Regions from separate parts of the Hordeum vulgare genome. Here region 2 is linked to region 1. A link is a contact called in public Hi-C data. All regions are on one chromosome and are shown on one strand. The core of a region is the stretch at or near the end of the contact, and the rest is flanking DNA. Distances in the headings are between cores, read along the strand shown. Region 1 has its middle 180 kb from the start of LOC123449396. Region 2 has its middle 110 kb from the start of LOC123449396.

Region 1 (6,145 bases), core at 2,102-4,601:
GGGAGCCCTGTTGGCTTGTGGGCCCCTCGAGCCCTCCCGACTTCGTTCTGTGGCTTATAAATTCTCAGATAACCTAAAAATTCCAAGCAGCCCCGAAACACTTTTTACACCGCCACAAGTCCCTATTCTGACAGGAGGCCATCTCGGGCTCCGTTCGGACACTCTGTCGGAGGGGGGATCGATCACGGAGGGCTTCTTCATCAACCTTGCTGCCCTCATGATGATGTGTGAGTAGTTCACCACACACCTACGGGTCCATAGCTAGTACCTAGATGGCAATCTCTTTCTCTCTCTCTTGAAATCCAATACAATGATCATCACATCTTCGCTTTGATCCACATGATGTAATTCCTTTTGTGCGGCGCATTTGTTGGGATCCGATGAATTGTGGGTTCATGTTCAGATTATTCATGATAATATTTGAGTCTTCTGTGAATACTAATATGATTCTTATGTGCATGATTATGATAGCTTCGTAACTCTCTCCGATCTATTGAAATAGTTCGGCCAACTAGATTGATATTTCTTCAGTGAGAGAGGTGCGTTGTAGTAGGTTCAACCTGGCGAATTTCTATATCCTAGTGACAGAAGGGGACAAGATGCGACTTTATGTTCCTACTACTAAGGATAAAACGATGGGGTTTATTCATCTTGCTTGAGTTTACTTTGTATACATCATGCCATTGTTCTCCATGCATTACTCTATTTGACTTAATATTCAAGATGCATGCTGGATAGCAGTCGATGAGTGGAGTAATAGTAATAGGTGCAGGCAGGAATTCGCCTATTCGGTCGATGAGTGGAGTAATAGTAATAGGTGCAGGCAAGAATCGACCTATTTGTTTATCGACATTATGCCTATATACACATGATCATTGCCATGAATATTGCATAACTATCTGCTTTTCAATCAATTCCAGACAGTAATTTGTTTACCCATCGTATGCTATTTTTCATGAGAGATGCCATTAGGAAAAACTATGGCCCCACGGTCTATTCACAACATATTTGCAAAACCATAATACCTTGCTCATATTTGCTTGCTTTTATTTTATTTTGTAATTTACAATTATCTATAATTATCTACACACCTCACTCGCTTGCAAATAACAAGTTCAAGGGGATTCAGAACCCTCTTGCTCTCATTGGGTGCAAGTTGTTTGTTCTTTTGTGTGCAGCCGTTGAAGAGGGTTGTGGTTGATATTCCTATTGGTTCGACAAACCTTGGTTTCGTAACTGAGGGAAATACTTATCCACATTGTGCTGCGATAATCCGTTCCTCAAGGAAAACCCAATGCATATCACAAGGATCAAGTACCTCAATATTTCTATCGGAGAAAGTTTCTCAAGAATGTGTATCAACTCGTATACATAGACCCAATGTCACCTCGGGAATCCGCAAGTTGCATACCAAAACATATATCAAGTAAATTAATAGAACACCCCATTGTCACCACAACTATCCACATGCAATACCTACATCAAGTGATCTCAAATCCAAAATCCAATCCGACATAGTGTGGCCATATGCAAGCATCGGTAGTGCGACCGCGCACTTCTGGTAACCATAGAAACTAACAATTCCCATGGCATCCTTCTTCAAATGACGCAGTCATAAAGGGACTAGATTTCTTGGTCGAGACGATCGAAGACATTTTTGCGCATCTGAAAGTGTCGTCGAAAGTTGTCAACAAAGAGGACGTTGGGGAAAAAGTAGTCGTCCATTAGCATTAAATGGCCGTGCGCCCGTTTGCAGTTGAGCACACAATGAGCCTTCATCGATACCTTGAACTTGAGAACATGCTCCTCCGCATGCTCCGCGGCTGCAAGCACCACCTTCATCATCCATGTCTCATCTATGTAGTCCTCCTCGTCGGACGAACCATCGTACGACTCAACATAGTGCTCGTATATGTACTCCATATCCGAATCCATTGTTTCAAAAAATAAGGGACACAAAAATTAGCTCGGGCAGTTGTTCGAACAGCTGTCGAGCATAGTGAGCATCATAGAAGGAGATGATACATGTGCGGCGGTCGGAGAAGAGGTGTAGAACAATGGCGGAGGAGGCACAACATAGAGCCCGGGAGTACCGTTGGAGGTGACGAATTTGTTGAGTTTTGACAGGGATGTGGCGTGGTGGTCGGTGTGGTGGAGCGGCAACGAAAGCAAGAGAGAGAAATTGTAGGAGAGGAAATGAGAGGATGAAGGCACGGTGCCGGAAGGGGTTTTCGGTGGGCCGCGGATGTTGGAGTCCTATGTGGCCGTTGTCCAGACACCCATATAGCCCCGCTCCCCCCACCCCGTCCAGTTTATCTCGCATTGGCCGAAAAAATTACGTCTGGAACGCTCAATGGACCGATACATGTCCGTTTTGGATGACACAACACGTCCGGACCGTGCAGTCTGGATGGTTTGAGGTTCCGCTTTGAAGATGCCTTTAGTTATGCATATGTCCTCATGCATATATGCATTGTTATCGGCTTATTTGTTTTTTAAATTCATCTTTTCTGTTTCCTCCTTTCTTCGGAAAATGATATATTTCATCCACTTGCAATATTCCCAAGGGATCAATCTATGTGTAGCTTTCAGTAGAAATGTAGATAAAAAGATTGTGGGCCCTTGAGTATATGGTGTATGTGGAGCAGCGAACATGCATTGCGCATGTTGGCGCCGGGAGGGATCTCTATATCTCCATGGGATCTTTCTTTTCTTTCTTTCGCGTCGACTTATTCGGTTGGCACGCCGTGTGGTTGGAGGTGTGTAAATCCTCCAAAAGCTTGCAGGTGTATATGTTCTCCGTCCAATCGCCCGTAACGAGTAAGATCCTGATTGGTCGTGAGAATGACGGGTGCATTTGTATTCTTCCAAGTTATGTGTACGTGTTGATTCGCCGATGTATTTGGGTTTTGATTTATTTATTTGTTAGTACAAGAGTCTCAGAAATTGAAATTCACTTACTCATCCTGAAGCTTCAGAACAAACAAAACTTGTGATAACAGAAAGAAGACATGAATATTTCATCCAAAAAAAATGTGCATTGTTTTCTTTTCTGCGATGGAAAGAGGATGCAGAATTTGTAGAATTTTATTGATTTCCTTTTCACTGGTACGCAATCCGGCCAATATCTGCACTATGCATTTTATTTTGGTAGGCTCTGTTGGTGCTGTTGTGTGGAAGGGAGCGTCTTCTCGTTGGGGTTTTGGAACGTAGCTCAGCTCGGAAAGGGAGCGTCAGCGAGACAGCAAGCCGTAGCCGGCCACATCGTCATCGACGTGCCACGGCCGGCGGTCGAGAGAGATCACAACCTGCTGGAGCGGAGCTTGCTAGCGACTACCACCTCGATTTCTAGCGACAAGCTCCGGTTGATCGACGGCGACGCGCCCCCTGGGTTTCACGTGGGCTCCGACCGGGACACATCATCCAGAAGAAGCTCCTGTCATCTGTTAGCGTCGAACGTTCAGTGCGGCGATTGCTTTTGGCAGCGTACACTGGATCATGCGCTACATGTTGGAAGTTGGAGACGCGCTTGATAGCTTCGCATATATGGATTAGCACCGTTTCGATCACACGAAATATCCGTGGTTCGGTGTCCTGTAGCTCACGCTCGACCTGATTTTGACCGGGATCCGATTTGTCTCGCCGGCGCTATTGTTATTCTCAGCTCATGTTTGGAATACAAAAAAGTGAAATCATCGAGACTTCATAAATGAACAGTCTACTTAACTAACACACGACCTCTCAAGGGCTGTTTTTCTGGAAACAACACCGAAACGGTATCTTATAACTGAATATTATCTTTTTTTTAGCTGATTTGAATATTATCTAAAAATGCAGCAGACAATACAATGAAAAGGCACTCAAACACACACAAAAATAGCAAAAAAAAAGAATTACATCAAAAAAATGTTAATGTCTGTCTTGTTCCTTCAATTATACGCCGTTGGCTCAAACTTGCAAAATACACTGAACCAACACTAAGTAAAAGGGACACCGATCAACATTATCGTCATATCCGGCTTAATAGCTACTCGACCCTAGGAACGAGGACTTGTAACTGATGAAAGGATATCGGTTGGGGCATCACCCACGCAACGGGGGCTTACAATCATTTACCACGAGTCGAGAGGGTTGGAGAAATCAATATATGTTCCATAATAACTCAAGGATCTAATTTCCCTTGCCCCCGCGTCGCTCCCTCATGGGCGACCTGGGTGGCGGAGCCAGATCCGCCCTCCCGCGCCCTTCCTTGTCTTCCCCCGCCGCCGCCGCCGGCCGGAGCCGCATGGGCAAAGCCCCTCGCGGTGGCTGGTGGCGGGGCGCCTTCTCCCCTCTCCCCTTGGTGGTGGTTGGCGCGGGGCAACCAGACTAGGGCACAGGCGTCAGGCGGACGCTGGGCCCGACGATGCGGCGGCGGCGGCTCCTGGCGGCGGTGTGGTGGCAGGTGTTGCGCCGTGGTGGTGGGGCGTCGGCTCGCGGCACGGCGGCTGCACGGTGGCCCGTTGTGGCGCCGAGTGGGGGCTCCCTTGCGGCGGCGTGGGCGTAGATCCGGCCCGGATCTGGCCCTGCACGCGCGGCCCCGGCCCCCCTGTGCGGCCGGCGGTGAGGCGCCGGGTGGCGGCCTGTGGGTCGTGGTGACTGCCCTTGTGGCCTCTGCTGCAGATCCGCCGGTGGCGCGACTGCGGCCATCATGGGGCGTGCGTAGGCGGGTTCCTGTGGCGTCTTGACGACGGAACTGCCTAGGCGGCGCTGGCCGCGGTCGGCGTGGGTGGTGGCTGGGGTTCGGCTTCGGGCTCTCAGCGACTTCAATTGGTCCCCTTCGTCGCGGGCATGCGGCGGTGGTGCAACTAGGCAGATGGCGGTCCAACGCCTTGGTGAAGGTGGCCGGCGGTGAGCGTGGTGGTGGTGCTACCACTTGGCGGCGGGGCGGACTGGTCGTGTTGCCGCGGCTATGATGATTTCTATGCGGAGGTGAGGAGGAGTGGCATGGACTGGGAGCCGCGTCGCAGACGGCGTGCTTTCTGCAGCGCGAAGGTGGGACTTTACGAGCATATGCAGTTCCGGCCGGGCCTGTGGGCACGGGCCTGGTTTGCTCCTGCTATTGCATCTTGTCGGTTACTGTAGTTGACGGTGGAGGTTGGGACCTCCCGCGTGCCGGCGGTGGTGTTGCCCTTAGTCCCGGCTCCTCTTCTTTGTCATGTAGGCCCGTCCACGCTTTGCTGTGGTGAGACGGCATGCGAAGCTTCAAGTTCGTGTTGGCGCGGGGTCATGGTCGGTTTGGTGGCGTGTTTCGATGCGCCTGAGGTGGAGGCTGGGACCAGGAGAAATCCCTGTCGGCCTGGTCGACACCGTTGCAGTGGCGTCTGCGGGTTCCGCCAGACCTCCCTGGAGGGCGTCGGGGCTACCCTTCCTTTCCCCTCGCCGCATACCGGGGGAAACCCTTATTAGCAGCGTCGTCATCGTCGCGTCCCTTCTTGAAGGTGTAAATTGGTATCGGCGTCTCGAAGTCTAGGAGCTTGGTGGGTGTTCATCGGTGGGTGTAGCGGTCGCGAGGCTTCTCCATTTTCGTTGATCCGCCGTTGTCGGCATTTGTTTCTGTTACGCTTTCTCTGTTGTTTCTTTTGGGTGAGCCTGTGGTGTTTCCGCCCCAGCACCTATCGTTGGATGTTTCGGAGTTGGTTGCTTGTAATACAAAGCGGGGGGAAACCCTTTTTCGGTAAATAACTCGAGAGAGAGGAGGTCAAAGTCATTGCACCAAGATCCAACCAGTTGCTTCCCTTGATTGACATATGAACTGCGAAGATCTTGAGAGAGCCAGTAAATCTGGCGACACCTACCTTCACAGGTCCTTTATCAATGTCGGATTGGATGTTGTTGAGGTTGAGAGAGGCTTGAGGTACCTTATTCCAATGTGATATTGTCGTCGCCACCTTGTTTATGTTCTCGAGGAAACAAAATGTAAGGGAAACAAGAACCTACTAGAGCTAAGAAAAATGAAAGGAATGGCTCCCCGCTCCTTTGCCGACTAACTATCGAACTAGAGAGAAGAGGGGGCTCGATACAGTGAAGAGGAGGAGAATTGATGACTAGGTTAAGAATAGGGTGCATTGGTGAATTATATTTATCATGTGATCTACCTTTTTCT
Region 2 (6,145 bases), core at 1,235-3,734, 77 kb before region 1:
ATTCATATATATATGCATGTATTGACCCCCTTCTTTAAATTAGATCTCTCAGATGCGGGATGAAGTCGGAACACATGATCGCATACGAGCAATTCAGGAGGAATTGGCGGCATTCTTTCTTGTCCACATCATATCTAAAGACGGAGAATACTATGTGGATTTGTGATTGGATCTTAGGTAGATGATGTTAGGGATTGTAAAATATGTTATATATTGTAGAAGATGTTAGGGATTGTAAATGGTTTCCTTCATTTTCTTATTAGCTAGCGTCAAGTTTTTTCTATATGTATAGTAGCTAGCGTCGACCAAGCATGGAGAAAGAGAGGACACTTCTCTCTATTAGGTAGCTAACACAATATGTAACCACTAGATTAACCCTCCAAAACCCCAATCCCCCCATTAAAAAAAACCAGCTCCGGTCGGATACTGACGCGTGGATTCCATTTGATCCCGGTTGGTGTGACAAACCGGGACTAAAGTTCCTCCTGCTTGGGCTCTCCACATCGGCCACGTGGAGACACTTCTGTCCCGGTTCGTAAGCCAACCGGAACTAAATATTTTGGACTTTAGTCCCGGTTTCAGAACTGGGGTTAATGGGCCTCTGAAACCGGAACAAATGGGCCTTTTTCTACTAGTGAGAACTCGTTTGCTTTGCGGCACATCCAACAGATCATCGACACAACGGCTAGCCATGACCTCCCATGTTTTCTGGATCCATACTCCGGGTACCATCAGATTAAAATAGAAGTGTCCGACTAGGAAGTCATCTCCTTTATCATATCGGATATGCCGTTTTGCTTCATCACAATGCCTTTTGAGTCCAAAAAGTGCAACTTTTCAAAGTTTTTATGGGAGCCAAAATCTATTTTATTTTGCTATGAGCTTCTCGAATATCCAAATACCATGAAAATTTGCACGCACTCAAGCATCTTGGTGTTAAAGGAAATCATATTTTTTTAATCTTATAAATTTACTATTCACACACGGGTGTAGATGAGCCTAGGGTCGGAATAGCAACCTTTTCTTCCTCTTTCATTCCGTTTCTTCTCCTCGTGTAAATTTACTGTTCACACACGAGTGTAGACTTCTTGCTTTTTCAAATTAGAAATATTTTTGAAGAACTTTGCGGGACTTCAATTCTTGAAAACTTATCTTATATGTAAACTGTCTGGTTCATAAAGTTGCAACAGCCACATATCTGTTTCCCCACGGATCCCTCTACAGCTCTACTTGCATGACAATCCTGTATGGGCCCCGAGGTGATATTATCTGCGACTTGTGGACTATATTTCATAGGCATCGCAGTCTTCCGAGTCAGCCATCCCGAAACTGCTATGGTGCCGAGACCTAACGCATTGGCTCCATGTCCACTCAGGCAGGGTCAGGGATAGCGAGGATTAGGGCCGGGCTCGCTCTCATCTCCCCAATGTGGACAAAGAATATCGCCGAAATGTGATTGAGAAACTATTTAAATATATGCTTGTGATGATAGCGTGCTGATGGGGATGTCCCTAATGCCGACACATCACCAGCCACAGCAACTGCAAAGCAGGCTTATCGCTCTTAATTATATATATATATCAGGGATCCCCAATCAACAGCCTACATGGTGGAGCCTGGGGCTTCATCTGGTCAGCTATGGTGTGCTTGAACCGTATACTTTTCTTGTTGTGGAGGTTTATCCGACCATGTATACATAAATATAAAGGAGAAAATGGGCAATCTTCTGTCTTATGCTTTTCTTAAATTTCACGGAGAAAATGCCATTTTGTTGGTAAAATTTTGCCTACAAGATTCAAGGATTGTATGTCCATATATGTCTGGCTGCGTTGTATACCCTCGAGAAATGAAAAATATGCATCCTCGAATGGAGTTCTGAGCAATATACTTCAAGTGCTAGAAACAACATACTGCCAAAGATGCCAGCAAATGCTCATTCCAAATTCTGTTGGTGCGCTATGACAAGATGGTATTTGTTTTTGTTGGCAACAAGATAAGATAGAGTTGAAGTAGCTATATACCTAGCTGTGGTGCTTTACGATTTTTGGATGGACTTGAGCAAAGAGGGTCCTTGCAATGTAATTAATTGCTAAGAAAGAAAGAAGGATCCAACTAAAGAAAGAATCAAATGAAAGGTGACTCAGATGAAAATAACTATCTTATCCTGGGGCCAACCTCCTTTAGTTTATTTTCTAGTTTGTTTGTCGTAGCATCTAGTTGTCGTTGTCTCCGATGATATAGATAGGATGTGCCAAGTTTGTGAACACAATATTACTTAAATTCAATTCCTTAATAAATTGTTAAAATAAGATTTTCTGTACGGAAGTATAAACCACATACCAGTTCTTGATCTTTCTGAACCCACACATTCAGGAAACGTTTTATAAATCCAGGAAAAGGCTCTTACACGGAATAGCCAGCTTTACTCTTTGGCGGCTCAAAAGATAAAACCTTACTCGTCGGTCGATATTTTGGGCTCTATCTTCACTGGTTCTGGTGGTGAGTTGCTTTCACATTAATTTTCTTTCAGCTAACACCAGGCTGGTAAGGGTCGTCACACTCACTTGTCATTTATAACTTCAATACTTCCATTATTTTTGTGATGGGTCAAGGATCCTTCACAGGCGGCCCGACCCTCACCCCCTCTAGGGTTCCCCCCCGCCCCCGGTCCGCCTCCGCCGGCCTTTCACCCGCCACCGTCGCCGGCCGCCGGTCGCGCATCCGGATCCCGCCCCCCGAGCCCCTCTCCCCATCCTCCTCCCTTTCCCGCCCTAGTGCCGCCTCCCCGGGAGGCGGCCGAGGCGGCGCGCTCTCCTCCCTCGTCGACCCCCCCCTTTCCGCCTTCCTTCGTCGCAGTCGGCCGGCGCTCCCGACCCTGAGTCGGGTGGGGTCGGCGGCGACGAGACCTCTTGTCCCCGCACGCTTGTCTCCCCTAAGCATTATGGGCGTCCGAGGGCTTGTGGGCCCATGGTCCTGGTATGCTTCTGTTATTGTGTTCGGTCGGCTATCGTCATTGACGATGGAGGTTGAGCCCTCCCGCGTGCCGATGGTGCTACCGCCCCTAGTCTCAGCTCCGATTCGTCACCGTGCAGACCTCACCACGCGGTGCCTTGGTGAGACGGCGTGAAGGCTTCAAGACCGCGTTGACGTAGGGTGGTGGTCGGTTTGGTGGTAGGCTTCGAAGCGTCCGAGGTGAAGGTTGGATCGGGGGAAAGCGCTGTCGGCCTGGCCGACACCGACGCAGTGGCGCCTGTGGGTGACGTCGGACCTTCCTAGAGGACGTCGGGGGCTACCCTTTCTCTCGCCTCATCGCGTACCGGGGGAAACCCTTGGCAGCAACATCATAATCATCGCGGTCCTTTTTGGAGGTGTTGATTGGTACCGGCGCTTCATAGTCTTGGAGTTTGATGGGAGATCTTCGGTAGACGCAGTGATTGCGAGGCTTCTTCGTTTTTGTCGATCCACCGTTGTCGGCATTTATTTCTTTTGTTTTTTCTCTTTCTTTTTTTTGGATGTGACTATGTTGCTTCTCTCCCAGCATCTATCGTTGGCTGTATCGGTTGGTTTCTTTGTAATACAAAGTGGGGGAAAACCCTTTGTTCGCCAATGAATTCGATTTAATCATAGGTATTCCTTTCATGCCTTGCAATGGTTCGGCTTGGATTGACTTTGTTATGTACTTCTCAACATAAAAAAGATGATTTAGTGCATCAAAGTGATGCACATGCCAAGGGTTTCAATTTCTGTTTGAAAATGAAACGAAAATATATACCGGAAGTACGTGGGGTCATGGAGCCTGGGCTAAGTACAGTTAATGTTCAGAGATGCTCTAGCGCACCGAAATCCATCTTTGAAATATGTGAAAGATTCTATGGAATGTAGGACATAGAAACAAAATGCATTTATTACCAAATAAATTATTGATCCAAATTGGACACTACAACACTTGCTAAACAAAAAAGATAAATCGGGTTGTGAATAGTATTACATTCAAATATGAAGCGATTAGTATCTTCATAATACTACTTGTCGTGAGATGTGGTGTCTTCTTTTTTCGTTGCTCAAGACGTAGATCAGTTTTGGGTCTAAATTGTTGTGATATCACACATCCAAGTTGTAAGAACGCTTTTTGAAAAGATATCTTTACCTTATGTGGGTTTTTGGACTAGTCATAACTATTTTTTAGGGGCATTAGTCATAATTGTTTAGGGACTAACGGACATTAAAAAGCTATATGAACTACCAAACTGATTTTGGTCTTTCCTAACGAAGTTCTTGAAAATATTTTGAACCTATGATTTATCATCAAAAAAGAAAATCCACGTAAGCCTCAAAAAATCATCAATTATGACTAAACTGAAAGAGTTTCCATCGAGACTCTTGTAAGCATTGGGATCAAAAAGATCCATGTGAAATAGCTCGAGTGGTCTTCTTGTAGTCATGATATTCTTTACAGGTTGGGTTCCTCCAACCACTTTTCCTGCTTGACAAGCACTAAAAACTATATCTTTACCAAAGATAACACCCTTAACACCTATAATATGATCGCTTTTGATTAACTTATCAATATTTTGCATACCAACATTGTCAGTGTCAAAAGCGGTAGACCTCGGGTAGGGGGCCTCGAGTTGTGAGATCAGATCGATGGGTAACTAGAGACAAGGGACACGATGCTTTTACCGATGCTTTAATTCTTTAGTTAGTCCTTCAATATCTTTCTTATCATCATCATCCGACTTCTCTTGACTCGCATGATTATTATCAAGTTCATTGTCAATGTTATCACTAGTCTTATTAAAAAGCAAGTCATCATCTCCTAACAAGTCATCCTCATCACTATCAAAGTCAAAATACTCAGGGTGTGATACCTTGGGGCCTTTTGCCATGAAGCAATTTCCAATCCCTTCATTTGGTGAATCAAATAAGTCATAGGAGTTGGAAGAAACGAGTGCAAGACCAGCAACATCTTCATCTTGACTATAGTTGGAGCCAGAGTGGTTGCTTCTCTCGGATAGGTTGTCGGAGTTGGATCCAGATACCCATTTACCAACGTGAGCTTGACGTCTTGTTTTTGAGCTGCTCTTGGTGTACTTGCCCTTCTTCTTCGATTCCTTGCCTCTCCGGGAGGGTCTTCGTTCATAACAATCTTCTCTATTCCTTCTCTCTCTGCGAGGTGACTCATCTCTTGAGCTTCGTCTTCTAGGCGACTCTTCTCTTTGTTTGTGGGGAGTCGAGCACTCATTAGAATAGTGTCTAAGATTTCCACAATTGTAGTAGTTTCGGTCACGACTAGATGAACGCTTCTCATCATATCTTGATCTTGAACTTCTCTCTTTGCCTCTACTCTTGTAGAACTTGTTGAATTGCGTGACCATGAGGCTTATCTCTTCATTGGTAACAATGTTGTCATTTGAAGTAGGAGGAGCATCACTTGAAGCTTTGTAAGCACCGCTTGACTTGTTGTGCAACTCATCTTTGTTCTTGAGTGACATTTCATGAGCAACAATCCTTCCAATGACTTTAGTAGGCTTGAGATCCTTGTAGTTTGGCATCACCTGGATCAATGTGCACACGGTCTCATATCTTCCATCCAAGGCTCTAAGTATCTCCTTGATGATGAATTTGTTGGTCATCTCTTCGCTTTCTAAGCCGACAATCTCATTTATGATGAGAGCTAGCCCAGAATACATCCCAGCGACTCCTTCACTATCCTTCATCTTGAACCTATCAAGCTGACTTTGGAGCACATCCAACTTAGATTCCTTGACAGATTCACTACCTTCGTGCATATCAACCAAAGTATCCCAAATTTCCTTTGCATTTGTCAAGGAGGCTCATTTTGTTGAATTCTTTGCGGAATAAGAAGTTGAACATGATGTCGCAGGCTTGCACATTGTATTGCAACATCTTTGATTCTTCCACTGTCACATTACGATCAGGTTCTCTTCCTTCTCCGAAGAAATCACCTTGCACACCAACACGAACAACAGCCCAAACATCACGTTTATGACCAAGAATATGCATTTTCATCTTATGCTTCCAACTAGCAAAGGTTGTACCATCAAAATATGGACCTCTAAGGTGATAATTTCCCTCACTAGACATCATACTCTCCTAGGTTGTGAAATTAATGCAATGGAGACCA

What was found. Hi-C and Micro-C count contacts between places; a contact is called where the count stands out from the background.
Region 2: a Hi-C map of leaf shows a contact between it and region 1, with 2.2 times the contacts expected there. The contact joins two enhancer-like sites. A contact is called at or near these places in 2 of 6 Hi-C or Micro-C datasets (both in leaf).

The regions. Positions count from the first base shown.
Region 1 is chr4H:544,177,062-544,183,206 of MorexV3_pseudomolecules_assembly, reverse strand. No RefSeq gene overlaps it. Among protein-coding and RNA genes, the nearest start is that of LOC123449396, 180 kb to the left of the region's middle. Within about 2 kb of position 3,351, at least 1 of the 3 cell types and tissues checked has open chromatin away from gene starts, as enhancers often do. A contact at or near this core is called in leaf, where this site is marked.
Region 2 is chr4H:544,252,955-544,259,099 of MorexV3_pseudomolecules_assembly, reverse strand. No RefSeq gene overlaps it. Among protein-coding and RNA genes, the nearest start is that of LOC123449396, 110 kb to the left of the region's middle. Within about 2 kb of position 2,484, at least 3 of the 3 cell types and tissues checked have open chromatin away from gene starts, as enhancers often do. A contact at or near this core is called in leaf, where this site is marked.